6 separate regions of the Mus musculus genome follow, and regions 1, 2, 3, 4 and 5 are each linked to region 6. The links are chromatin contacts, called in public HiCAR-type, HiChIP or PLAC-seq and promoter capture Hi-C maps. All regions are on one chromosome and are shown on one strand. The core of a region is the stretch at or near the end of the contact, and the rest is flanking DNA. Distances in the headings are between cores, read along the strand shown.

Region 1 (4,544 bases), core at 1,896-4,395, 2.9 Mb after region 6:
GTACATTGATAATTTATACTCTCCTCCTCCCTGCCCCTCCACTTTTTCTCCCCACTTCCTTCTAGATCTTCCACATCAATCTAGATCAATCCACAGGAGGGACAAGTTTTGTTTTGCTTGTTTTTTTAAAAAATTTTATTATTTAGAGATTTATTTTTTTTATTTATATGAGTACACTCCAGCTGTCTTCAGACACACACTCGAAGAGTGCATCGGATCCCATTACAGATGGTTGTGAGCCACCATGTGGTTGCTGGGAATTGAATTCAGGACCTCTGGCAGAGCAGTCAGTGCTCTTAACCGCTGAACCATCTCTCCAGCTCTGTTTGGTTTTCTGTTAAAATGTCCTTGGAAGTATTCTAGAAGCTTACAAGGCATATGAATTAGGTGTCTATGTACATTTCCCAACCCTACAGAAAATATCTGAATAATTTTGCGTGCAGAACCTGTGTTGTGGACAGGACTTCGGTGTGCCATCATGCACAAAAGTCAATCAGGCTTGTCCATCTACAGTGTCTAAAGTTAGACTTGCCTACAGAACATAGTCTAAACAAGCTGGTTAGCTGTGTTTAATCACTGCGATTAGATCTCCTAAGAGGAGGGAGGGGGGAAAGGAGGAAGGAGCCAACAGAACAGATAAAATTACCTCCCCGCCTCAAATAAAGTAAAAACATGCATAGCCCTGGCAGCGAACCTACTTCCTTTCTTCTCAGTGCCTTGCACTTAAACTACGATGGGGAAACGAGTCCAAGCAGAGTCACTGCTCTCAGCATCTCACAGGAACCCGGATGCTACTTCCAGCCTCTCTGCTCATGCTTTGCAGCAGTGCACCAGGACAAGACAGATTTGCTAAAGTGCATGTAATCACCAAAGATGAAGGCTCCTGGGCTTTTAATCTGTAATGTTTCTAAGACTGTGTCAATGTAAACAACAAAAGGAAGAAGTTTTGCAGAACAAAAGTGATGTACACTTGATGGTCTGATCAAGTTAAATATTATTCATAGCATATAACCTAGTCCTTGCTCTCGCTGTTTCTATGGCTTGGGCTTTGTGGCTCCTTCCAAGGCTCGGCTATGTCATTTGCTAAGGGATCACCTGGATTAGTAGTCCTTAAGAAAGCCTGGATTGACTGCAGAACTGCACATCTGTAGTGCCAGGGCCCGCTTATCTTTCAAAATATCCAAACATAGTCTCCCCGACTCCAACTAGGAGGATGAAGATTGGCGCTTTAGGTGCTGCTGTTGGGTACGTGTCTGGAAGGGATAGTTATGCCTAAAAGTCACTCCCTCAAAATTGCAATCCTGGGGCTCCCCTGAAGTGGCCACATGAAAATAACAGGTGCTGCTCTTATTGGGTTCTGCTTTAAAGCCAGGAACTGGTCCTGCCAGAAAACTCTGAGTTTCCCTGATGAGCCTGTGGGGGCACCCCGGCTGTCTTTTGCTACTACTCTGTGGGTTCTTTCTTCCAGCCTTCTCCACCCTTGCAACCCTGTAACACTAGATAAGAGAGGAAAAAGGAGAGGAAAGTGATCCCTAAATAAGGTGGGGGGGGTCAGAAAGGGGGTGATGTTATTGATAGACTACTTCCTGCTGATTAAGGGCATCACATTTCTTGGGGGCAACTTTGATCTCTGCCATTCGTCTTGCTGTTTCTTCTTTGCACAGGACCACTTAACAAACTTTGACCAACAGCAGTCAAAGACCAACAGCTAACAAACTGCCAACAACCCCACTGAACAGCCACCAAAAGCCAACCTACACCCACCCCTCTCTGAAAAGTCCCCCGAATTCTAAACATCACACACGCACAGAAACCACCTGCAGCTGGCAAAATCACGCCTCTGCTAGAGCAGGAGGCAAATCCCAGCTGCTGTGGACCGTCTGAAGCAGCCTCATATTCCTCACCTGGGGCTAAAATCAAAACATTCCTATAGTATTTCTGTTTTTCAAAGAAACCAAAACTCCAAAATTGTCACAACAATCATATCATGTAAAAACTAGTCTTTTTCCTTGCTACTATGTATACCTGTTACAGCATCTCCGCTGTGCCACACACATACGCCGAGATTTTGTTTGGATGAAAAAAACTTTTGCTAGTGGTCCTTTGGGATAATTAAAAACAAACAAACAAACAAACAAACAAACAGACAGACAGACAGACAGACAGACAGACAGGGCTGAGAGATGGTTCAGCAGTTAAGAGCACTGACTGCCAGAGGTCCTGAGTTCAATTCCCAGCAACCACATGGTGGCTCACAACCATCTGTAATGGGATCGGATGCCCTCTTCTAGTGTGTGTCTGAAGCTAGCTTTTTTTTTAATTGTACTTTATTTGTACTCACATAAATAAAAAAAGAAATAAATCTCTGAAAAATAAACAAAACAAAACAAAACAAACAAACAAACAAACAAAAAAAACCAAGCAAACCAAAACTTGTTTCTCCTGTGGATTGATCTAGATTGATGTGGAAGATAGAAGGAAGTGGGGAGAAAACTGGAGGGGCAGGGAGGAGAGTATGAATTATCAATGTACCTGTGGTTACATTGAAGAAGCAGCCTAGCAGGAGGTTAAGTGGATTGTGTGGCTGTGATGTGTAGAGAGAATTTTGGTTTCTTTGAGAAACACAGAAGTATATATTATATACTCAGGTATATAAGGACAACGGTAGGGCCAAATTACCGCCTATGAGGTAAGGACTCTTAATTTTCCAGGGTGAAAAATTTTCCACGTGGGACGTGTCAAGTTCAGAGGCAGCATGGTGTCATGGCACACACGTTAGCCCAGCATTTGAGAGTGTGCAAGACTGAGGCAGGAGGACCATCGTAAATTCAGTATGGATTGTACAGTGCGCACCAGTGTCTCGCAGATTAAATAAAAAGTTCCGCAGAGGGCTAGGGAAGTACCTGCGTGGCGCACACACACACACTCCAGAGAGGCTATATACTAGGAGAAACGAGTGTAAGATCCGCCTCTCCGCATTCACTACCGGAAATGTAGTTCAACTGTTCCACAAACACGCAGGCACCCGGGAGAGCTGACGCGGAGATTTCTGGGAAGTGTCGTCCAGGGTCTCTGCGCATTGCGCGTGCGTCTGTGAAGGCCGGCGGACGCCGAGCATTCTGGGAAGCGTAGTTCAAATTCTCGGAGCATTGCGCGTGCTTCTGTTGTGCGGGCTGATGCGAAGCATTCTGGGAAGTGTTTCCCAGGTGGTTTCTGTTAGCATCCGCTCCCCTTGTCCTCCCTTGAGTCTCCTCTCTCCCACACCTTCCTCGACTGATGCCTGGATCTGGAGGTTTGCAGGGTTGGCGGCGGGCGGCCGTAGGGGAGTCGGCTCCAGGCTGGCGAAAGGGAAGCGCAGGGCGCCCAATGAGCCTCCCTCCATCCCACAGATATCATCGCACTGATAGGGTCTCAGCGCGTGGCTCAGTCAGCCTCCTGCCTCAGCATCCGGTGTGTTGCGATGACAGGTGTGAGCCCTCACACCTTCCTTCACTGCTGTCTGGAATTGGGGTGCGAGGGCCATGTTGATAGTGTTGTTTGAGGCATTGATGTAGCTAGTGTCACCCTGCCCTGAAGGTTCTAGGACTCACACCTACACTGCAGAGAATCGGGATGGGTGGAGATTTGTCGAGAGCCTGTCATGTAGAAGGATAAACGGACACGTCTATGGCTTTCCACGATGTCAGATTTTGCTGAACGACAAGAAAGTCATAAGCTGTGTCAGTTTCGTTGGCTGCAATTTGCCAAGGAATCTCGATTTCTCCTGGTGGTTGGCCATTAATCACAGGTTCTTTTATTCCAAGCTTAACATAGCTAATGATAAATTTCAGACCACGAGTCACCTGGCACACAGTTATACACACTCGTGAGTTTATTATCACAGGATGGATCATTGGAACTGGACTTGGCTCCTGGCATGTGACCAGGCTACTGAGCAGTGTGCCTGCCACATACCGGTCCCTTGGTGAAGAAGTAACGTGATATGGTTGGTGCGCTTATGTTTTATGTTACCAGGCTGGCTTTGAACTCACAGAGATCTACCTGAGTGCTGGGACTAAAGGCTAGTCGATATCTTTTAATAGCACAATTGAGTCGCCTGGCTATGACTGTGTAAACAAGACATGGATTTCTTCTTGGCACTTTTATCCAAGATAGAGTAACTCAGATCAAGACTGTTGCCGCATAAAATTCAAAACTAGTCATAGCCTGAAAGCTGATGGTCCAAACAACACAGCTCCCTGCTCAGCATGCTCCCAAGATGGTTTGATCAGCCGGGCAGTGGTGGCACACACCTGTAATCCCAGCACTTGGGAGGCAGAGGCAGATGGATTTCTGAGTTCGAGGCCAGCCTGGTCTACAGAGTGAGTTCCAGGACAGCCAGGGCTGCACAGAGAAACCCTGTCTTGAAAAACAAAACAAAACAAAAAGCCAAAAAAACCCAAAAAACAAAAAAGGAAAAAAAAGATGGTTTGATCAAGTGTAGCCCCTTACCTCTAACCCTACCCCCATTACAGATTCAGGGGAGGAAGGAGGAAGTGGTGGTC
Region 2 (4,817 bases), core at 1,625-4,124, 2.8 Mb after region 6:
TATAATCTCAATACTCAAGAGTCTGAGCCAGGAAGACCACTATAATGTTGAGACCAGTTGGGGGCTACCTAGTTTAAAGCCAGCCTTTTGTACATAGACCTTGTCTCAAAACACAGAAGAGAAACTGGATATCAATAAGAAGCTTCACAAATAGAACCCCTGAGGTCCATGCTCACCAGAAAGAGAAACTGAGGCCCAGAGAAGGCCAGAGACTGACATTAAACCATGGCAGAGAGGACTGCCCCAGACTGCCCCAGAAGCTAGGACCCAGCCACCTGGAGCTCTCCCCAAGACGCCAAGCTTGCCTCCTATTTATAAAGTCCCACAACATGTAATTTAGAGGTCGTTTACAGAAAGGATTAAGGTACCAGGAAGCAATCACTTTAAAATCTAGACCAGGGACAACGCTTAGAGCCACCTCCCAGAAGTGCCTGAGAGTTGACTCCTGAGCTGGGTAGGTAGTCAGCTGAGGCTACATACAAGTTCCAAGGTGTAAGGGGTCCGGGGGCTGCACAACCCTAATGAGTCAAGATTTCATAATTTCACAGATGTCAAATTTCACTAGAATGGTCTCATCATTGAGAATCTAGTTCTCTCTCTCTGTCTGTCTCTCTCTCTCTCCCTCTCTCGCTCTACCTCTCTCTCTCTCTCTCTGTACTGGGAAATGAGCCTAGGGTCCCTCATATGTTGGTATGCTAGATAAGTGCTTTGCCACTGAGCTATATATTTGCAGTCCCTCTCTGGCTGCTAATTCTAGGCAAGTACTTACCGAGCCCCACCCCCAGCCCCTCATTGGTGGGTTCTAGACACCTGTGACTAACAAGCTACTTCCCTAGCACCCCCTTCTCTTTCTTTAATGCCTTTATTTTGAAACAGAAAAATCACTAAATTGCCCAGGCTAGCCTTGAACTCATTCTGTAGTAATCCTGGCAGGCAAGTCTCACGAGCCTCCCTCCTGCCTCAGCCTCCAGAGCAGAGCAGCTGGGATTACAGGCCGCCATGTCCAACAAAACTCTAGAAATGTAAAGGTGTTAAGGTTCTAAAGACTTCCCGTATCTAACATCATCGGGGTGTCAACGTTTGAAGTAGCCTCGGGCTCTATGTTTACTGGACTCACTGATCGCAGGATCCCAAGAGCCTGGTTTTAATGCATAAGAAGAAAGAAAGAAAAAAACAGATGGAAATGTACCCAGAGTCCCAAGCTCACACCTGGGAAATTGGGGCATGCTCGTCGCAAAGGAGGGTCTGATGAAAGTTAGGAAGCAACTACAGAAGTCTGCAGAAGAAAGGCAGAACTTCTAAGGTCGGCTTTGCCCCCAGCCTTGTCCTCAGCGGCAACCCTTGCTTGGGGTGGCAGGTGTGGCAGCACTCAACTTAGAAGCTCCCTCACATTGTCAGACATGGATCCGGTTCAACACTCTCACTGGATAGAACTGGAGCCAGGAAAGAGGGCTGGGCCACCTGGTCCCAATTCTCAACTCCCTATAGGAGACCTCAGCCCTGCCTTTGCTCACCAGCAGCCTCCCCATGATGGATTCCTGGGCAAAGTAACTTGACCCACCGCAGGGGAGTGTCCCATGGTGGATATAAGAAACACAGGGTTCTAAGTGTGAGCATTCAGGTGACATTTCCTGACCTTGTCCCCAGCCTCAGGGTCACCGTGTCTTGGGTGGGGGCTGGGGGGTCCTCCAGATTCCCATAGTGAGTGAGAAAGACATGTGGATGTCCTGGAGGGGGCTCTTCTGTGAAGTGTGGCTTGGATGTGTGAACGGGTGGGAGGGTTTGGGGGAGACATTTGTGGAATCCACGTGTGTGCTCACATGCCAATGTTCCCTATATGCCACTTCACACATCTATACTGTCACTGCCCTGCCTGACACCACTCTTCTCCAGGAGCGAGGAGGGATACAGAGATGGGAAAAGGAGGATGGAGGATGCATGGAGAGAGGAAGCAGATTTGGGGGAGAGGGAGACAGTGGGGTAGAGAGGAGAAAGGAGGCAGCTAGGCAACAGAGGCTGCTAGAGAAATGGGAGAATGATAGGGGACAGAGAAGGGAAGAGATACAGGATGTCAAGGAGACGGGGAGAGAGATGGTGAATGGGGACATAGAGGGACGACAGCAGCACAGGAGGCGGCAGAGTGAATAGAGGATGGGGGGCAGGCAGAGTGACCCAGGAAAAAGGGACAGAGGTGGGGGACAAAGGCGGCGTGGAGAAACGGGAAGGGGGAAACAAGGAGAAAGGAGGACAGAGGGAAGGAAGGACAGGACTTGAAGACTGAGGGACAGAGGACAAGGGCTGGGGGAAAATGAGAGAGAGAGAGAGAGAGAGAGAGAGAGAGAGAGATCTAAAGACTAGGACCGAAGGACAGTGGGACCGGCCTGGAGAAGGAGGGCTTGGGGACATAGGGGGAGGGAGGGTCTCGGGCCCTTTGTCCCCGCGGGATCGGGGCCTGTGCGGGGTGGGGGGGCTGCGGCACGGCGGCCGGGGCCCGCGTCCCCCCTCCCCTGCCCGCGGCTCTGGGCTCCTGGCCCGCGCTGCGCTTTGTCCCGGGGACGAGGGTCTCCCGCAGCCCCCCCCCCCCACGCAGCGCATTGTTCCGGCCTCTGCAGGCCCCCAGGCGACCCAGCTGTCACAGCGACGAGACCCCCTCCCCAACCCGACCGCAATACGCACACCTCCCTCGTCACCCCGATCCAGCCCACCGACCCGGCCCCCACCTCCGTCACCCTACCTGGCCCCGCCGCGGCCGCCCACAGCAGCAGCAGCGGCCACTGGAAGCGCCGGGCCCGGCCCATGGTGCCGCCGCCGCCGCCGCCACCGCCGCCGCCACCGCCGCCGCCGCTCGCTCCCGGCCCGGCACCTGCACCTCCCGCGCCGTCGACCCCGCCCCCGAGTCCAGTCCCGCCCTCTGCTCCGCCCACTGCGCGCCTTGGTGGGCGTGGCGTCAGCTAAGGGGCGGGGACCGGACGGGGACAGAGGGGCCCAGACAATGCGGGGAGAGGGAGGACGGGAGCGCGGAAGGGCGCGCACGGGGGTGGGAGAGCAGGACAGCATGCGGACCCGGGCGCGAGGGCAGGGCGTGAGCGTGACGGCGTCGTGGGAGCCAGTGGGGGAGGACTTGGGAGAGCGGAAGGTCGTGAGGGTCGTGTGAAGGTGCAAAGGTGTGCGTGCGTGTGCGCGCAGGCGTAGCCTGGACTAGCGGAGCTCCCTAGAGGACGCTGCACGGGAGACACGGGGAAGATGCGCAGGAGATGCACCGGAGTGTGCGCGGAAGATGCACGAGAGATGCGTGGGAGAGGCGCGGGAGATGCACGGGGGAATGTATAGAAGACACACGGGAGATGCGGGGAAGATGCACGGGGGTTGTGCAGAAGCTGCTTGGGAAACCCATAGGGGGTGCGTGGGAGATGCTTGGGAGATGCGCGAGAGGGCGATGCTCGGAAGCGCGCGAAGGTGCGGGGTGCTGGCGTGTGCTGTGAGTGTGAGCTTTGGGGGAGAGGAGTGTGATGATGCCACAGTGAATGTGGGCAGGGAAAGACTGAGAGGCTGGGCAGCAGCGGGTGGCTGAGCAGGTATGGACTTCTTTGGGCAGGGCATAGAATAGTGTCCGCTCCCTCCCTCTAGTCCTGACCATGACTCGCCAAGTTTCAGTCTTCTTTCCCTGGGAGGGGCCTCCAGAAAGCTAACCAGACTGGAAGGAAGTCTTAACCCTAGGCCCTGGGGAGAGCGAAGCCCCTGCCTGGGGCAATCTTCCAGGTATGGCATCCAGACGCTGTACTCTTTCCCACACTGTCCAGTCAAGTCTGTCTGTGTGACTCTGCCTTTCAGGTTCTGTTCCTCATCCTGGGGGGCTGACTCATCCCTCCAAACTTTGCTCTCTTTTTTCTTCTTGGGTGTGGGTTCCCCTGAACCCACCCCTGTGGCCACCTGAAGGCCTGGAGCAGGCTTATGACTCATAGGACCAAGAAGAGGAAGAAAGTGAGGTGCTGGTGGCCTCTGCCTCTCACAGGACTCAGGGACAGCAGGTAAACTGGGTCAACATATGCCCATTCTGAAAAGCTCGGCTTTTTATTTTCTCTCCATCACTTCTAAACTGTTGTATATCCAGGTCAACCAAGGGTCATCATCACATGACACACTTCCTGTCCAGTGCCTAGCTCCCAGCATCCTCTCTGTCTTTAGTCCCAAATTCATCAACTCTTATGTCAGGACCAAAACTCCTAGCATCTTGTTTCAAGGACCAAGGCTCCCAGCAGCCTCTCTGTTCTCTACCGTAGCTCCATATCCACCCACAGCTGTGAGCAGCTGCATTTCTTCCCAATTCTCGGCTCACCACGTAGATTAGGGGACGGAGTACAAAGCCGCTCATCTCTGTGATGCGAGCGAGGTGAGAGACTGTTTCGGGAATACTTGTTCAGGGTCTATTAACCGGTTTTTTGTTGCCAGTAACTTGGTGACAGAGATTGGATGAGTTCTGAAGGAAGCTTTACTTTGGCAAGCTCTCGGGAACTGCATCTGCCGAGGGCCTTTTTGTTGAGAGTCCTCAGGGTGTCACGTGGCGGGAGACAGAAAGCACACGTGTGTCTCCTGGTCTCTGCTCACCCAGCTGCCAGTGTTCAATCATGAGGGATCCACCCGGATGACTTCACTGATGCAGCCCCAGAGGCCCCACCTCTGAGCATCTAAGCATCGTAGTTGGATTAAGTGTCCATCCTTTTAGTGGCTTACAAAGGGATTAATGTTCGTGTGTGTGTGTGTGTGTGTGTGTGTGTGTGTGTGTGTGTATCTTTCTGTGTTTGTGTCTTTCTGTGTGT
Region 3 (4,421 bases), core at 987-3,486, 2.8 Mb after region 6:
CCAGCCTGGTCTACAGAGTGAGTTCCAAGACAGCCAGGGCTACACAGAGAAACCCTGTCTTAAAAAACAAACAAACAAACAAAACAAACAAACAAACAAACAAAACAAAAAGAAAGGAAGGAAGGAAGGAAGGAAGGAAGGAAGGAAGGAAGGAAGAGATCTCATAGACTCTACTCCTTTGCTCAACTCTCCAGGCTTCTGGTGGGGTTGGGGGCAGGGCCACATAAAGGCCTTTTATAGCCAGAGAAGGGCAGTCCTAGTTCATTCTCCTCCATTTCCCATCTGGAATTTTCTCCTTCCTCTTTGTGGATCCAGAGTGTTTATTTTCACCCTTGCAAAGCTCACCTATAACCATCCACATTGCTCCTTGGCTCCCATAATTCCTGTTTCTCTCAATGCACACGTTTCTTCCTCCTACTGCATTGTGACAGGACCTTGCAAGACCAGGCAGTGTAGGACTAAAAACAATACGGTTTCCACTCTCCTTTAGACTCTTACTATACAGTCCAGGCTGGCCTTGAACTTGCAATCCTCCAACTTCAGCTTCCCAGGTTCTGGGGACAATAGATATGGACACTAATAATATGGCAAAGCCTGAATTTAGGGCCTGGGGGCACAAACAATGGTAGAAAGCACACTGTTCAAAGCCCAAATGTCAAATTTGCTGTTGGAGGAATGCGGCTGGAGCAAGAGGAGGAGGTGGCATCATTGGATAGGGAATTTACTAAAGACACCTAGATACTGGATCAGGCCTTTGAAGGACCGAGAAATAGTGACTGGCAAGGAAGAGCTCTCATGATTAATCATCAGATGTTGGGCCCCTCTAATTCTGTAGTAATACATTATTTTTGGAAAAACTCGCACCATTCAGCAAAGAAAAACTGAGGACAACTGGTTGTTTCTATTTTAAATATTTAATATATGTGTTCCATGCAACAATACCTAGGATTAGCCATTCCATAAACCCACTCCCCCTTCTTTTTTTGAGATCTGATGCCCTCCCCAAAAGGAAAAAAAAAAAAAAAAAAAAAACAGGTCTAGAATAGCGAATCCTCCTGCCCCAGCAGGAATTATAGGCGCGTGACACCACACTGGGCTTTAACTATTATTCTACTTGACCATCACAGCAAGGATTGTTAGGACTTTTCTTGGGGGTTTACTTGGGGACAGCCATCCCTCTCCAAACCCACATTATATAAAGCTTCTTCCAGAACGTTCCGGATATCAAGTGGAAGCATTAGGACAGGTGGAAGCCAGCTGGGCGTGGTGATGCACCTCTGCGAACTCAGCACTTGGTAAATTATAAATTCTAGGTTGTACTCCGCGATATTGTGGGTCCAAAACCCAGCTACATGAAACCGTATGCCTCAGTTCCCTCAAAAGCAGAGTGGCCAGGACCCCACCCACACATACGCCTCACAGTGCGTGAGTGAACACAATAGATACCTTTCCGCACAACGCTAGGTAGGACTGGGACTCGGACAAACCCCGGTACCAAACAATAAAGATCAGCTCCCACAATGCCCCGTGACAGCGTCCCACGATGCCTCGGGCCTTTAACGACCACCAGGCACCCAAACGCTCCTTGCCCCGGGGCTTCTCACAGAAGGCGTGTGCGACGAAAAAAAAAAAAAAAAAAAAAAAAAAAGTCCCCTCCAGGAGCCCAGGCCCTTCCCAGAATGCCCCAGGCCCAGAACGCCTGGCCCACGGGCTCCCACAATGCCTCGAGGCGAAGCTGTGCTGGGTCCCGAGCCGCGTGCTGGGGAAAGCAAGGGACTCCCGGGCCGGTCACTCGGCCAAGCGGCCGCGGGCTCCCGTCATGCAGCGGGGCTGTATCGCCCGCTTCCCAGCATGCCCCGCGGCCCCCCCCAAGCTCGGACACTCACCGACGCCGGCGGCCCCGGATCAGGCTCGGCGGTGGCGGCTGCACGCCCGGGCACTGCGCCTGCGTTTCGGGAGGCTAGGCGAGCGGGCGAGCGAACGGGCGAACGAGCGAGGGGCGAGCGAGGGGCGCGTGCGCGGTCAGATGGACCATTCCCGGAGGTCGATGGGAAGAGGGGCTCAGAGGATGGCGAAGGCTGTAGAGCTCACGCCGGCGGGGGTGGCGGGCTCTGCCGCTCACGGCCCCGCTAGACTTGGTACAGTCTGCGGCCCGAAGGGTGAAGAAGCTTTAAGAATCGCGCGTGCGTGCGTGCGCGGTAGAGCGAACGCGCCTTATAAATAGTGGATGCCTTGGAATGAGGGGGGAGAGTGGGGGCCTAAATACTCGGCCCGGATCCCCCGGGCTGGAGGCTCGCTCATTTGCATAATCCTAGCGCGGGACAAAGGAAGGCCTCCCGCACTGGAGGATGTGATTTGCATATTCCCGGGAGAGGCTGTTCTTCAGAGCGCAGTGATTAGCATATGGATGGGGAGGGGGGGGGCACCTGGAAAAATAAAGCGCATGCGTGTAGGGGACTGCAGACTTAATCGTGGTGGGCTGGCAACCTTGTCCCGAAACTACCGAAGGTCTGGGACCCCGTTCACGTCCCTGTCACCTAGGATAAATTCCTGGACAGCACGTGGTTTCTGCGTTGCGAGAGATCTGAACCCCCAGTCTAAGGAAAACGAACCACATTTGATTAGACAAATACTTAGAACTGTCAAGACCTGGAAGAGAGAGAGGTAGACGGCAGGAGGCCGTGGATGCCAGAAACGCCTGCCCCAGCTCGAGGTTCTGCAAGGGCTTCCAAGGGCTGATTTTTAAGCCAGGTCTGAACTGGAGCCAAGTAGAATGCCAAAAAGCAGAGGGAATAGCTGATGCAAATTTCCAGAGGCAAAGTAGTGCTTGCATTCTTAGAGGGAGTCAAGGCAGCTTTTCCGTGGAGCACAATTAGAAAGTCTGCTATAGGTGTTTGCTTTTTTATTTCTTTTTTTGTTTTTCTTTCTTTTCTTTCTTTTTTTTTTCTTTTTTGAGGCAGAGTCTCATGTAGCTCAGGCTAGCCTCCAACACCTGGGTCGAAGAAAATGACCTTGAACGCTACCTCTTGAATGTTGAGATTACAGGCATATGGCAGCCAGCCCAGCTCCTGTGGGTAATTTTAAAGGGCCATAACTTCATGCTGACTATTTGTAGCCATCCCTACAGCCCTCTCCTTCCCGAATGCTTTTATCACTAGCAATTTAAAACTCTAGAGTCCCATTACACCACAGAAAAGGAATAGTTGTGTTTTGCTTTGTTTCTGAGAGTCTCCTTGTGTATTCTGGAACTCACTCTAGCTCCGGGTGGTTTTCGTCAACTCCCTGCAGTTCTCCTGCCTCAGCTTCCCAAAGGCTGGGGTGGCAGGTATGCACCTCCCACACCTGGTCTCCCAGTCAAACTTGTGTCCCTGACGCCTCTTCTGGACCCACCCACCGTTTTATCTGGTCCATATCCCCAGCACTTCAAACACAGTAATCCCTTTGCTGTCTCAGGCTTTGATCTTGCCTTTCGATTCATCGGGAAAACCCTTTGTCCCTGCTGCTCCGAGCTCACTCTCTCCTGGTATTGATGCCAATCCGAAGGGCCTTCCTTGATGATACAGCTCCTGCAGATTGAGTGATTTAGGGAAATTGACACAGCACTGGTCTCAATAAATGCAGCGCTCTGGGTGGAAATGGGGTGGAGGGTGCCTGGGGCTTTGGAGTTCTTTAAGTCTCCTCACTCTGCATGAAAATTTCCATAACAAAATAAAACAGTACCCACCCAACCCCCCACCGCCGCACGCGTGTGCGTGCGTGAGTGTGTATGTGTGTGTGTGTTTATTTTATTCAGGCAGGGTCTCACTACTTAACCCTGGCCTGGAGTTTACTATGTAGACCAGGCTGGCTGCAGATATCCACTTGCCTCTTGTGCTGGGAATTAAAAGTGTAAGCCACCACCACAGGAGACTGATTGACCCACCTTCCTTTCTTTCTGAAACAGGAGCCTAATGTGTAGCCCAGGCTGTCCTCAAACTCACTCTCCTGCCTCAGCTCCTTGAAGGCTGGAATTTTAAGATTTTAAGCATATAAATATTAAGAGCCCTCTTTACAATTTAAAGCAAGCTTTAAGCTTTTCTGCTTGGGGGGTAGGGGCACACAGTCTTGCAGTCTTGCTAAGTAGCTAGGAGTGGCCTGGAACTTGCTCTGTAGAGCAGGCTGCCCTGAGCTTCTGCTCGCTGAGTGCTGGGCTTCCAGGTGTATCCCACCACGTCCGGCTCTGAAACTGTTCCCATTGCTGCCTAGATGCGTCTGTTTCCTTCATCAAAGTTTCACAAAGGTCAGAGTACAGTGACCTTTTCACCTTGAGCCCTTAAAGCCTAGAACAGGATCAAATTTCAGATTCCTGTTAAACTGAAAAAAACAAAACAAAACAAAACAAAAAAAAAAGCCTCTTTTGTGTTTGTGTGTGTGTGTGTGTG
Region 4 (4,142 bases), core at 1,366-3,865, 3.0 Mb after region 6:
ATCCTGGAGGCAGAAACTAATGCACATGCCATAGAGGGGTGGTGCTTACTGGCTTGCTCAACCTGCTTTCTTATAGAATCCAGGACCATCAGCCTGGGGATGGCACCAACTACAGTGGGTTGGGCCCTCCAACATTGATGACTAATTAAGAAAATGCCTTAGCTGGATCTTATAAAAGCATTTGCTCAACTGACATTCCTTCCTCTCCCAATGCCCCTGAAGGGATAAAATGAGACCACAGAAAGGACCCAGAACACTGTATGATATGCACATATGCATTAAGCAGCCAATATATGTCCAACAACACTATCATCATTGTCTGCATGTTGACACTCATGGCCACACAGTGTTCCATAAAGGTTGCATTACACACACACACACACACACACACACACACACACACACACACACACACAAATATATATATGTGTGTATATTATATATATGACATGGTGTTCAGCCATGTAAATATATATTATATATATGTAGTTTATATAACATATATTGACTATAATGTACTGTCCATTTACAAACAGTAAATTTAAAACAAAAATCTAATTAAGTAAGTGAAAGTTTCAGACAAACTGCCATTTTTAATCATTTTCCAAAGTACTGAAGATTTTTTAAAAAATACTGAAGATTTTTCAAAAGTGTACATTTTAGGACAGAATACAGAGAATCAGGGATACCTGGTGACTACAAATTACGTGTGAAAATCACCACTGTTGTTAACAAAACAAGCGTGTAGTCCCTGGAGCTGAGGGTACTGTGTAGCTGGGGAGCTTGGCTGAACTCCATGTAAAATACCCGTGCATTTGTATTCATGCTGCAGTTTCCTGAATCATGGCTCCTGGGTGCTCAGCGGTGTCTAATAAATGCGCTGAGTTTCAGGGCTGCTGGGGAGTCTCCATCAGAGCACACAGCTCATTCGATCCCAGCTTGTCTGTACATGTGTCTGTGTGTCTGTCCTTTCTTCATTCCTCCATCATCTGAGTTGGGTCAACCACAGAAGCTGTGCGGAAGCCAGACGCTCCCTGGTTGTTCAGGATATGAATGCTCAGGAAGTCCAATGCAGGAAATGAGAGTGACCAGTTTTCTGTGTGCATGTGTGTACACATGTGTGCATGCATGTGAGTGTACATATGTACACAAGGGTACACATGCATGTACAGGCTACAGCCCAACCTCTGGTGTCCTTCCTCAGGTGCTGTCTAGGGTTTTTGTTTGTTTTGGGAACAGGGTCCTTCCGTGGCCTGGACCTTGTCAAATAGGCTACGGTGGCTGCAGAGCACTTGCCCAGCATGCAGGGGTCCTGTTTCCAATCCCTAGCACTGTGGGGATGGGGGAAGCAACCCGACTTACCTGTAACTTGGTCATTGTTCTCTTCTCTTTGAGACAAGGCAGGGCTCTGGGAAGCAAGCTGGGGGAAGAGGGGCTTCGTGAGAACACTGCTAGGACAGTTGGTCCACATGGCTTCCTCAGCTTCTCCATCAGCCCCAAGGGCTGTGCGCGCTGACCAGGCTTTTCTGCCTACTTCCCACTAATTGGTAGTGTAAGACTCTGGGTTAAAGTTAAGGGGCCACCCATGCCTCACCTCGCTCACCGCAGCGGGTTAGAAAAGGCCACATTTTCTATTTCTGGCAGCTTGTGTGTGTGCATGTGGGGGGTGGGGTGGGGGGTGCTGGGCACTCTTACCTTCACAAGGCTGCCTGTAGTGATGGGTTTTCCAGAAAAACAAATCTTCACTAAGCTCTGAACTCTATGATGCGTGCTGTGTCATGACTGACTACCACTCTCAGAAAGATCTATCAATTGTGACAGCTATCTTACATATTATTGTTTCCATACATGGAAATGATAGAGTCCTCTTTTGTATCTCCCTCTAAAAGACTTAATTACTAGTAAACATTGTTCATTTACAAGAGCCGCCACAAAGTCCAAAGTCTCTTTTCCCACAGGCATGAAAATAATGACCAATTAAAAAACAAAACAAAACAATAACAAAAAACGCTAAACCCTCTCCAAGGAATGGGGAGTTTGAGCCTACAAGATGGCTCAGCGGGTAAAGGAAACTGCCACTGAGTCTAACCTGCTGAGTTTGAGTCTCTGGGTACCATTAAGTTGACTCCCACAAGTTGTCTTTTGACTTCTTTTCTTTCTTTCTTTCTTTCTTTCTTTCTTTCTTTCTTTCTTTCTTTCTTTCTTTCTTTCTCTCTCTCTCTCTCTCTCTTTCTTCTAATTATTAAATACATTTATTTAATAACTTTAACAAAATAAAAATATTGTTTATTTAAATAAATAAATAAATAAATAAATAGGGGTGGAATCACATAAAAAGTAAAGTTGCATACCACTTAAGGATTCAGGACATGGGCCATCTCTCATCATAGCTCCCCTGCCAGGCTCCCCTGGGAAGCTAGCCTCTCCTGGGGCTCTGCAAGGGGCTGAGGTGTGTCAGTGTAGGGCAGCCCCGCCTCAGGCAGAGCCCAGCGAGAGAGGACCTGGATGCCGGGCTTGTTCCTGGGCCGCAGATGCGGTCACTGAGGGGATACATCAGGAGCACAGGCGCAAAGGAAATGCAGAGCGATGGCCCAGGTTTTCACCTCACAGGAAGCACTCACAAACATCCTCCCCTCCCGGGAGCGGAAACGACCTTGACCACTACTGGCGTTGGAACTACAATTCCCAGAATTCCTCAGTGGCTGCACTCTCTGGGGACTATATTCCCCGGAATGGCAAAGCTTCGGTGAACCTTTTTAACTAAGGGGATTCCTTTTGGTAGGTCGCTCTTCTGTGTTGCTTTTCGGTTTATTCATTTCTGAAATTCCATGAAAGTCAACTGTGGATACTTCTTTGTTTTTGTTGTTGTTTTGTTTTTCCGAGGCAGGGTTTCTCTGTGTAGCCCTGGCTGTCCTGGAACTCCCCCAGTAGTCCAGGCTGGCCTCGAACTGACAGATCTGTCTGCCTCTGCCTCCCAAGTGCTGTGATTAAAGGAGAGGGCCAGCAGATCTTGCTGTGGATACATTTTTTTTTAAAATTGAGATCCCATACTGTATTACATTATAAAAGCTAACAGGGAAACTGCACAGCTGCAGTTGCCTAATTAGGCAGCAGAGTCAGAGTTTCTGCATAGAAACCCCCTATGAGGGGTGGGGGACCGGCTCAGTTGTAGAGCACTGCCCAGAATCCCCTAGTGAGGGGCTGTGGGAGTGACCTGGTGGTAGAACATGGGCTATCTGGGCCACTCTTCTGTTGCTGTGAAGGGACATCATGACCAAGGCAACGCTTATAAAAGGAAACATTTAATTAGAGGCTTGCGTACACTTTTAGGGGTTTAGTGCATTATCATGGCAAGAGCATGGCAGCAGCGGGCATGGGAGGGAGAGTTAAATCCTCATCCATACTGGAGAGACAAAGAGACACATGTGCTCTTAAAATCTCTAGCCATGCCCAGTGATATACTTTCACCATCAAGGCCATACCTCCTGTCTTTCAAATCCTTTCAATGAGTTCTACTCCCTGGTGACTAAGCATTTTAACATGAGCCTGTGGGGGGCGTTCTCACTCAAACCACAACCTGCCCAGCATCCTCCAGTGGGGGCTTGATCCTTGACCTTCAGAGCCCTGGAGCTGTCAGAAAGAACTCTTTATCTGAGATACAGCCTGGGGGAGTCCGTGGGAGCAGCATAGGTCTGAACCACAGATGGACCTGGGTCATGAAGGACAGCCCGACCTAGACCTAGAGGGGAAGGAGGAGAAGCAAGTCATTCACAAGTCAAGTTTAGTAAAGACGTTCAAAATATTGGTTACAGTATAAACAAACAAACAACAGCAAAAGCTCTGTCCCCACAGAATGTCAGGGCCCATAATTCCAATTGCACACATTTCAGTTCACTGTACTAGGCTAATAAATATAAGATGCTGACTGAAGGCCCCTTTCAGGAATACTGAGGAACACAAATCAATATGAATGCAGGTTGGAGACGGGTGAGCATTTTCAAATGAGTCTTACTTACAGGGCCCCTCTCCACTTGCACCGGAAATGGCTGAGTCCTGAGCACATGCAGCTCTGCACCTCAGATACAGAGGGGCTTCCTGTGAGAAAGGGACGCGTAGGTCAACGACGGTTCTGCCAGTCACCA
Region 5 (4,595 bases), core at 1,975-4,474, 2.6 Mb before region 6:
ACCTGTCCACTGAATGTGAACATCGCTTTCCGGAACACACACAGGACAAGGCAATCGCCCACGGCTCCCACATTAATCCCAAGTGTGTGTACCTCACCTCCAAGCTCGCATACTAACTCCAACGCTGCCAGCCGGGAACACCACCACTTTCTCTTCAGAACTCTGCGCTACACAGAAATGCCCTTCACCCCTGACCTCGGCTTTCATGGCCATTCTGATTTCAAGCTTTAAATTGGCACTCAATAAACCCCACAGACCCTAGACGTTCCTAGGGCTTCAGGCTTGAAGCCAATTGGGTTGAATACAACTCCCCGGAAGTTGCTTGGTCACAGTGCACTCTGGGAAATGTAGTCCGTCTCTGCATAAGCTTTAACAAAAGACTACACCACAACTGTCAATTTAAAGGCCCTGGCTTTAAACTCCAGTATTTCCATCGACATAGACCTTCTCCATACACAAAGCTAACATCTGTTCACAAGAGCTTCAGGAATTTCAGGACACATTGAGATGGCCAATATTGAGACCTACATACAGTTCTTTCCCAGCTATGCAAATGATGCCACTAGCTATCTTTGGACCAGAAATATCCATGGGTGGGATGGCTCTTGGGAAATGTAGTCCACCGCCTGGGAGCCAGAGAAACTGGCCTCAGAAAGATGACAAGACACATGGGTTGTAAAACAGCATCATACCAGAGGTGAGTTTGTACGGTCTACACTCCAACAACAAACTGGCTGAATCACTACCTCGGATCACACTAGTACCTGCCTGCTTTATGATGAAAGATGAAAAGGGATAGGTTTTAGTTGGTGCCTGATCCAAACCCCTGTCTTGCCTAAAAATCCATGAAAACCCTACCTTGAACTCAGGTTTGGTGTCTCTTCCACTCTCAGACAAACAGAAATACTTTAGTCCCATCCTCCAAATGCTCTTTAAAAATAAATAAATAAATAAATGTGTCTGGACGTCAGATCCCCTGAAGCTGGGGTTGCAGCCAGTTGTGAGACACCATGAGGGTAGTGGGGTTCAAAGCCAGCTCCTCTCCAAGAGCAGCCATCTCTCCATGCCTTTCAGTTATCCTTACAGCTGTGCTGTAAGTGCCTGCTCGCGGTTGTTCTTGTTCTCTGGTATACTGATGCCATTCCGTCCGACTGTTTGCTTGCTTAAGTTCCAGTAGAGGAAGATGGTTCATATCAACTAAAACTTAAGAGCCAGGCTTATGAGGAAGTCTTGAAGGCACTTCAATGGTGTCAGCCCCTCAATGGGCATCTGTGCCAGGCATGGTTCTCATTCGGCTACTGAGCTTAGAACTCCTTCATGGTTCTGTCCAGCAGTCTCTTGCTCAACTAGGCTGCATCCAGTTCAGTGAAGTTATCATCTCCCTACCTGAGAGTGGATGATGCAAGACTTGAATTTTAAATCAAATACCAACTCACTGGAAGGGTGTGATGGGGCTCCCCCACAGCCCTAGCTAGCACTTGGAGAGTGGAGCTGGGAGGGTCCGGGTTCAGCCCTAGACTCTGAACTGACATGTATCCTGTTTGAGACCAGCGTAAGCTACAGCCTATCTCAAAAACAAAAACTACCACTTGACAACTGTGCTTGGTCTTTAATGATGCTACCATATGTGTGTGTGTGTGTGTGTGTATATACACACATATAGATACATATATATGTATACATATATGTGTACATATATACATGCATGCCAGGCATGGTGGCCCACAACTGAAATATCAGCATTGGCAGATGAATCTTTGAGTTCACTATGAGTATGTATTTAAATAGTAAGTCCTAGGCTAGTCAGGGCTACATAGAGAGGCCCTGTCTCAAAAACAGAAAGGGAATGGGGCAGGCTTATGGTACTGAGGTTTCTATTTAATTCAGATAAAGAAATGAGATGACATTTACCTTCTAAATCTGGCTGATCTGGACACACACCGTTGCGGCTGTGTCCACTGACTCTGGATGCTATGGACACACACCGCTGTGGCCGTGTCCACTGACTCTGGCTGATATAGACACACACCGCTGCGGCTGTGTCCACTGACTCTGGCTGATCTGGACACAAACCGCTGTGGCTGTGTCCACTGACTCTGGCTGATATGGACACACACCGCTGCGGCTGTGTCCACTGACTCTGGCTGATATGGACACACACCGCTGCGGCTGTGTCCACTGACTCTGGCTGATATGAACACACACCGCTGTGGCTGTGTCCACTGACTCTGGCTGATATGGACACACACCTCTATGGCTGTGTCCCACTGGCTCTTAAGTACTGTGTGCAGCTTGTTTTAATCATGGTGATGCTGCTCTCTGTAATAAACTTCCGTTTATCACCTTCTGGAGCAGGGCATGGTAGTTCACACCTGTTATCCCAGACCTTGAAAGTCAGGAGGACGGCCTCTGAAGGGTGACCAGGGCTAAACAGCAAGATCCTGTCTAAACAACAAACCAACAGAAACCACTTGACAAGAGGATCTGGAGTTCAGGTCAACCTTGGTTATAAAGAGAATTGCAAGCCAGCCTCAAAATCAAACCTTACCTGTGTCTCCTCAGGAACTCTCTAGAGAAGGGACGATGTCTGCTTGGGGTACCCTGAGCGTTAATAACGCCCCCCCCCAAAAAAAAACCACCCCGACTGACAAAACACTGTGTTAAAAATAAAAAGTCGGCTATATTGCCTGTAGATTGCCTACGCCGCACAATTAACTTACAGAAAAATAACAATGCTAATTAGTTATTATCAGCTATACATTTTCCCTCCCACAGACACTCCAGAAGACCGCACTTACTAATCGTAATTTGAAAAGAAAATGAGATTTAGGAAGCTTCCGCTATCTCTATAATCTCAGCCACTCCTGTACAGGGATCCATCCAGTCGAGACCCAATCCCCAAGAACCATTCGATCCGCATACAATGTCTCCTCCCCACAACAGCTCGCTCCACTCACAAAGCGCCACAGCTCGAGCCCAACTCTTGCTCACGCTCATTTTCCTTACCTCGCAGTTTCTCTGCCGTCCAACTCCTCCCAGATCCAGCCGCGCATGCAATCTAACCTCCCTATGCTTTCTCTCACACACGCTCAGGGCTGTCATTGCGTACTCTTGCACCTACAGGACGAGGCTTCCTCTTGGTCAGACTGCCAATGCTGGGTTGGTCTTAGCGCTGGGGTCCTACATTCCGGTCTGTGGCCCCAACTTCCAGCAGGAAGTCGAATTCGGAACAGCCTCCTTAGACAGATTTCCGCCTGGGGATTGGATGACTCAGCCTACTCGAGCCATGCGCCTCCGGTCACCAGCACGGCCTTGAACTACATTTCCCAGAATACCTCGGTTCCCTGGAAACTCGCAGTGCTGAGATAGTGCTGGGTCGAGGAGCCTGATCTAGGTCTATGAAGTCTTTCACCGCTGGGATTTCCTCACGATTCCGACGAATAGCCGAACACTTTGTATCTGTTGTTCAGGCCACAGCTTTCAGCCCCTGACATTTCCAGGCGTTGTATTTCCCTCTCCTGGGAGCCTTTTTTAAGGAGTGGGCAGGGTACTCCTGACAGGTTTGGGGAGAACTTTAGGGATAATGAGACGCCTTTGGTGCCAAGGGTTTGGATGCACCATCCTGTGCAGTGCAATGAAGCTGACTCCGGGAGATCCGGAGCTGTGTAGAATTGTTATCATGTGTCTGGGTGGTAGTCTAGGGGATATGGAGGCAGAGAGGATTCCTTGATTGGTGAGTATGATCGCATCCATTGTGTGTGTGGCTGGAGTCTGTGTGACCGTTTTGTGCCATGCTTTTTTTTTTTTTTTACCAGTGTGAGGTCCCTCGAGTGTGAGGTCCCTGGGCTTTTGTGTTTGTGAGCATTTGCCTAACTTTGGGAGCGTGTGAGGTGACCGACTGAGGTGTGACTGCTTCCCAGTGGACCTTTTCTAATTTCGGTAGAGGTAAGGTGAGGGTGGGGGCAACAGTGACTGTGATTGGCTCTCCCTGTTAAGGCTTCCGTGTGGGGTGGATTGTATTTTCGTTTGAGGCACCCATAGCTTTTGTGTCCCCGTGGTGTGGGATTAATTGGAGAGTCACTATAGGTGAGGCAACTTTGTACCTTTGTGACTCCAGCCAAGGGGACTTGTGTCACATCCTGGGGGTAGACTCTGTCCTTATCTACAGTCACCCTACTTTTGTCTGGTGTTTCCATTGCATAGGAAGCCCCTAGGCTTCTCTGATTTCTTGATAGGTGCTATGGCTGTTGGGCCAAAATGATCTCTGAAATGGTTGAATATGCATCTACAAGAGCCTAGTGTGTGTCACACTTTTTTTTTTTTTTAATTCCCGAGTTCTGTCCTGTAGCTTATGATTTCCTGACATCCCTTTACTTTTGTCAAGATGTGGCTTGTTTTCCTCCTGTTGAAAATTCTGGCCCATCCTGTGACTGCATTCCTGTAGTGTACCCTGAAGTGGAAGTTTAAGGAAATGTCAGGTGATGCAGACCCATGTGATATTTGGAGAGAGTATAAATAGGAGTCAACCCACAGTGACTAGTGTATAGCTAGCTTTGCATTGCTTTGCTGGTTTCAAGTCTTTGCTGATCTTTGCT
Region 6 (4,694 bases), core at 934-3,433:
ATCAGTCACTAGCATGGCACGTGGACAGATATACAAAGTCACAGCCTCACTAATACTCAAAACCTCACCCATAGACACTTAACACACACCGTTCAGTTCCCCACACCAGAAGTACACAGTTGGGTATACGCATAAACGGAATGGCCCACACGCAGCATTTACAGCATTATACTGCTTATAGAGGAAAATATGGTCCCAGACATGGCCATGTGCACAGTCATGACATCACCAGATCACATAGGCACATATGCACACACACTTTCACAGTCTAGGACACCAGCATGGAGTCACCCAGGGTAACAGGTAAGTGGGTCACACATACACACAGAGGAAATAGAAGCCAATCCCATACACACCCCTGGCACACAGGCAACATCCACAGCTTGAGTCCCACACAATTAATCTTTTGTAATAGACTAGAGTTTCAGAGAAGTCAGATTCGCAACTCAAATCACACACAGGAGGCTGTAGTGCACACTCGGTGTCACACGGCTAGGTGGACAGTCACTTATGCAACCCCAGTCACATACACAGACATGGCAAGGAACACACAACCACCGTCATATACACTGCCTTCCCAGAGGTCCAGCCCCACAGGCACGATGTGACTTCAAATACAATGGCAGTCGCACACCCAGAGTCGCAATGAACACAGTACAAAAATCAGACATAAGCACAACATTGTGTCACACATGGTCAGAGTCACAATTCTACTTACACACAGTTACAGCTCCACCCACATCTTCAGTCAGCCACACAGAAGTCCAACCTCAAACCCAACACAGATGTTGACACATACCAAGGTACATACACACAGGGTCTCACAAAAAGACATATGCATATCTATTTAAACACAGTCTAAAAAGTACAGGAGTCTGAACAGTGAACGGCTGCCATCACATCCACGGTCACACACACACACACACACACACACACACCAGACATCACCACATCCAACCACAAGCATGCAGGCAGACAACGCAGGATACCTCATCCTTGCCAGCTGTAATGCAAGCACACACACAGCTACAGTCACACAAACACCAGATCACACTTCTAGCCACATCCCCAACCCTTACACACACACACACACACACACACACACACACAACCACACAAAGCCGCTGGTCACCACAGAGGCTACAGACAGGTTTCCACCCGTCTCTGGGGAGCCGCCCCCAGCCCAGGCTGAATCCTGGAGCCTGGGGGGCAAGGGAAAGCTGAGCATTGTCTCCGGGTGGGGCCTCTCTTAGACGCTGAGCAGCCCTAGGGACAAAAGGGGTGGCCTAGGAGACCAATGTCTTGAGACCCCTGACTAAGCATGGGGTGGAGGTGGGGTAGGGGAATGCCTGAAATTCTCCTTATTTTATTCACGCTGGGGTGGAGTTTCAGACACAGAGACCTTGTTCTGAGAAGGGGATTTGCCTGGGACACCGCCCAAGGGCTTGGGGGGACAGGCTGGATCCAGGACCCCAGGGAGTAGACAGTACTTGGAAACCGCCCCCCCATCCCCCAGAGCCTTAGCCTTGGCAGCTCTATCCAGGGACTTCATCTTCAAGACATCGCCCAGGGGGCTGTTGTGCTCAAAGAAACCCTCTAGCAGGGAAGAGTACTGATTTTGTCTGGAATCGGCTCAGTTAAGGCCTCAGCTTGATAAAGGGGACCGTATCCGGACCCTGAACGCCAAACCTTGCCCAGGGAGTTTTACCTAGAATTTATGTAGCCCTGTCCATGATTTGGGGGGAATCTGTATTCCAGGATCCCTATTTTCAGGGCCTTCGCAGAGATGGCCTGTGCTGGACCAGACCCCAGTCTGGCAGGTTTGGGATTGCCAGGAACCTGTTCCCGGACCCCCACCCAGGACCACCCTTTCCAGCCTTGGCATCTTCTCTCCATCCGGGCGCTGCTGCCGCCTCCCACCCTTCGCCACATCAGCAGCGGCGCCGCCCCCGGCCCGAGCCCCCCGAGCCCGCCCTTCTCACGCTGGCCGCCGCGCTGCGGGACATCCAGGGCCCGGGCGCCCCCGCCTCCCGCGGCCCCGGTTGGGCCCGGCTTCCCGAGTGCTGCTGCTGCTGTGGTGGCGGCGGCTCGGTCTGACGCGGGCCCGGCCCGGGGCCGGCGGCTGGTGCGGGATGCAAGCGCGCGAGCCAGCTCGGCTCCCGGGAGGATTCCGTTCCGGGGGCGGGGGAGCATCCCTCCCTCGGCGCCCCGCCCCGACCCCGCCCATTGGCCCGCCGCCTGCTGTATATGCAAAAGATAACCCCGCCCTCCCGCAGACCACGCCCCCACATAAACACTACCGGGTCTCCTCCCAAGCAAAGGCCGGCCCGCCCCGCCCCTTGGTCTGGCCTTGCGGGAACCTGCACGCATCCCTAGAGGAGTGCCTCTCAGGTTGAGGCGCAGGTTCTATTTGCTTCCATAACCCCTGACCTCAGATCCCCTATGGTTCTGCTTCTGAAGAATTGCTTTGGGAGGCGCCTCGTCCTCAAATCTTGCTTAACCCCACGGTTCTCCCAGCCCGGCGGGGGCGGGCAGAAGCGGTGACGAGGCACTTTTTGCAGGCGAGGGGAGGGGAGAGGAGGGGAAGGAAAAGAAACAGACCCTGGAGTCCTGGAGGGAGATCACTCTGGCTTGCGAGAAGTGGGCATTGGGTTAGACCAGGTCCTAGTTCTGGACTCAGCTGCACCCCTACCCCTGTCCTGTAGGTTTGGCAGAGCAGCTGTTAGGGGCATTAGGGCCCATTAGCAAAGGCGAGGTTGTCAGGAACAGGAGGGAGCCTGAAGCTGGGGGGTGGGGGGGGGGGCGAGTATGTGATAGAAGGGTACTTCTCAGCTGCCACAGCCCTTGGAGCAGGTGGTCAGCACGTGGGGGGGGGGGCGGAGGAGGTTCCCTGCAACAGATGGCCCTAGACAAGGGGGTGGGGTGGGGGGTCTGGCCATCTGCACCTGGAGCTGCCTGTGAGCTCCTCCCCCTTAGCACAGAGAGAAAAGAACTGGGGGCAGGGAAAGGGTGCCTTTATTCGGAGGAAAGGATCAGCACCCACCCCCACCCTCCAATACACAGGCTGGAACCCGGGAAGAAGGCAGCTGGTAGAGGAGCAAGGGAGGCAAAGGTGAGGACCGCCCCCAACAGCCACCATCTCCCCTGCAGATCCTGGAAGACCTGGGGCCGAGGGGCGTCTCCTTCACATGAGAGTGGACCCAAGGCTCACTTAGATGGTGGCAGGATTCTGCTGGCTCCTAGCCTCAGAATTCAAGGTTGCTCACTTAGGATCAGGGAGCTAACTCCAGGGGCCCAAAGATCCAAGGCAAGAAACTAGGTTCTGGAGACCAAGAAAGAGGAGGAGGGGACTGCCTGCTGTGGAGCTGGTATCCCTGGATGGAATCTGTCATGGTGGGGTCGGCAGGGAGGTCCCTAGTCAGGAGGCTGCTGGCAGCGGCAGTGTCTGGCGACTGGCCCAGTAGCGGTGGTAGGTATCTTGGAAGAGGTCCCGGCAGGCGATGTGGGCGTGGAGACGGGCACAGGCTAAGAAAGCCCCAGCTAGCTTGCGGTGTAGAGCATAGGTCTCCTCAGGCGGTGGGCGCAGCCGGTGCCGAAGCAATACCGGGATGAGGCCCTGTATTCGGCGAGCAGTCTCTCCAGCCCCAAAGTCGTAGGGGCCTGAGGCAGCAAAGGGCTCCCCCAGGATCATCACTGCCTCGACGTGGGCGTCAGAGAATGCCTAGGGTGGGGATGGCAGATGCATCCAGACGGACATAATGTCCTCTGATTACTTCTGAAGAGGCAAGCTGCAAGGGCTGCCGCGTGACTCACTCACTGGTAGAGCTTGCCTAGAATTCACCAGTGAGGGCCTAGGGGGCGTGGCTCAGTGCTGGAAGGTTGGCATTACTGGCCCAAGATCCCCTGGGAGTTGTAAGTAGTCACCCCCTACCCACAGCACCCCCTGTCTCCAGGAGCCCCTGCTTTCTTCAGGCAAGTAACCCCTCTATTCCTCAAACCCAGGATCTCTAGAATAGATAAATAGTGCCTCCCCCACTTAGTGGCAGCACCCTCCATTTCACCCCGGGGCTCCTCAGTATAAGCTAGTGCATTTAGTAATCTCACTGCCCTGGGATAGAAGTCTCTACCTCCCCCCAGATCCCCACCCTTTCTCCAGTTGTTTACTAGAGCTATGCGGCTCATCTGTTCCCAAAAGAAAACACAGCCACAAACAAACCAGCTCCCTTCTGCTCAGGGGCAACCAACCTTGGTTTCAAAGCCTGTAAGGAACTTGAGGTCCTGGGATTTCTGTAGAACTCGATCTCTGTCTCCATCTGCTGCAGCCTTCACCACCTGGAATGTCAGAGGGCAAAGCCCACCGTGGGTCAAGGGAGGCTTGGGGTTCTGGTTTTTGCTTTGGGGCAGAGTCTGATACAGCCTACACTATCTCGGACTCACTGTGTAGCTGATAACCAGGAACTCCTGATCTTCCTGCCCCCACTAGCCCGGATTTAAAGGCTTAGGGGTCTGTACCATCACACCAGGCTACAAGGGAGGGCCTAGATAATAGGAAATACTAGCCAGAAGGGTAGAGCAGTACTTATATCTACCTACCTAGTACTCAGGAGGCAGGGTCACTATTATGAGTTCAAAGCCAGCCTGGACTACCAAGGAACACTGTTAAGGAGAGGGGGGAGGGAGAGAAGTGGGGAGGA

The links. Promoter capture Hi-C pulls out the DNA fragments that hold promoters and counts their contacts. HiCAR-type assays count read pairs that join an accessible place to other places. HiChIP or PLAC-seq counts read pairs in DNA pulled down with a chosen protein or histone mark. Capture Hi-C pulls out chosen DNA fragments and counts their contacts.
Region 1: a HiCAR-type map of astrocytes shows a contact between it and region 6, with 6 times the contacts expected there. The contact joins the promoter of Zfp94 here to the promoter of Numbl in region 6. A contact is called at or near these places in 3 of 39 promoter capture datasets (cranial neural crest, hippocampal neurons and second pharyngeal arch cranial neural crest) and 1 of 115 datasets of contacts at active chromatin or transcription factors (astrocytes).
Region 2: a HiCAR-type map of astrocytes shows a contact between it and region 6, with 2.9 times the contacts expected there. The contact joins the promoter of Cadm4 here to the promoter of Numbl in region 6. A contact is called at or near these places in 1 of 39 promoter capture datasets (cranial neural crest) and 1 of 115 datasets of contacts at active chromatin or transcription factors (astrocytes).
Region 3: an H3K27ac HiChIP or PLAC-seq map of embryonic stem cells shows a contact between it and region 6, with 4 times the contacts expected there. The contact joins the promoter of Zfp428 here to the promoter of Numbl in region 6. A contact is called at or near these places in 1 of 39 promoter capture datasets (cranial neural crest) and 1 of 115 datasets of contacts at active chromatin or transcription factors (embryonic stem cells).
Region 4: a promoter capture Hi-C map of hippocampal neurons shows a contact between it and region 6, with 4 times the contacts expected there. The contact joins the promoter of Zfp93 here to the promoter of Numbl in region 6. A contact is called at or near these places in 3 of 39 promoter capture datasets (cranial neural crest, frontonasal cranial neural crest and hippocampal neurons).
Region 5: a contact with region 6 is called in a promoter capture Hi-C map of adipose tissue, with 3 times the contacts expected there. The contact joins the promoter of Zfp790 here to the promoter of Numbl in region 6. A contact is called at or near these places in 2 of 9 other capture datasets (adipose tissue and liver).

The regions. Positions count from the first base shown.
Region 1 is chr7:24,315,267-24,319,810 of GRCm38.p6, reverse strand. It overlaps Zfp94 (zinc finger protein 94), which reads left to right and starts at 3,145. Exons shown (of 6, transcript NM_001199321.1): 1 at 3,145-3,292. It also overlaps the pseudogene Gm44513.
Region 2 is chr7:24,480,080-24,484,896 of GRCm38.p6, reverse strand. Cadm4 (cell adhesion molecule 4) reads right to left here and starts at 2,874. Exons shown (of 9, transcript NM_153112.3): 1 at 2,735-2,874. The coding sequence starts at 2,798.
Region 3 is chr7:24,504,902-24,509,322 of GRCm38.p6, reverse strand. Zfp428 (zinc finger protein 428) reads right to left here and starts at 2,236. Exons shown (of 3, transcript NM_146183.2): 1 at 1,887-2,236.
Region 4 is chr7:24,268,891-24,273,032 of GRCm38.p6, reverse strand. Zfp93 (zinc finger protein 93) reads right to left here and starts at 2,615. Exons shown (of 4, transcript NM_009567.4): 1 at 2,352-2,615; 2 at 1,363-1,420. The coding sequence starts at 1,377.
Region 5 is chr7:29,814,701-29,819,295 of GRCm38.p6, reverse strand. Zfp790 (zinc finger protein 790) reads right to left here and starts at 3,224. Exons shown (of 5, transcript NM_146185.2): 1 at 3,007-3,224.
Region 6 is chr7:27,256,250-27,260,943 of GRCm38.p6, reverse strand. It overlaps Numbl (numb-like), which reads right to left and starts at 2,183. Exons shown (of 10, transcript NM_010950.2): 1 at 1,983-2,183. The coding sequence starts at 2,006. Coq8b (coenzyme Q8B) reads right to left here. Exons shown (of 15, transcript NM_133770.2): 14 at 4,246-4,332; 15 at 2,995-3,721. The coding sequence ends at 3,419.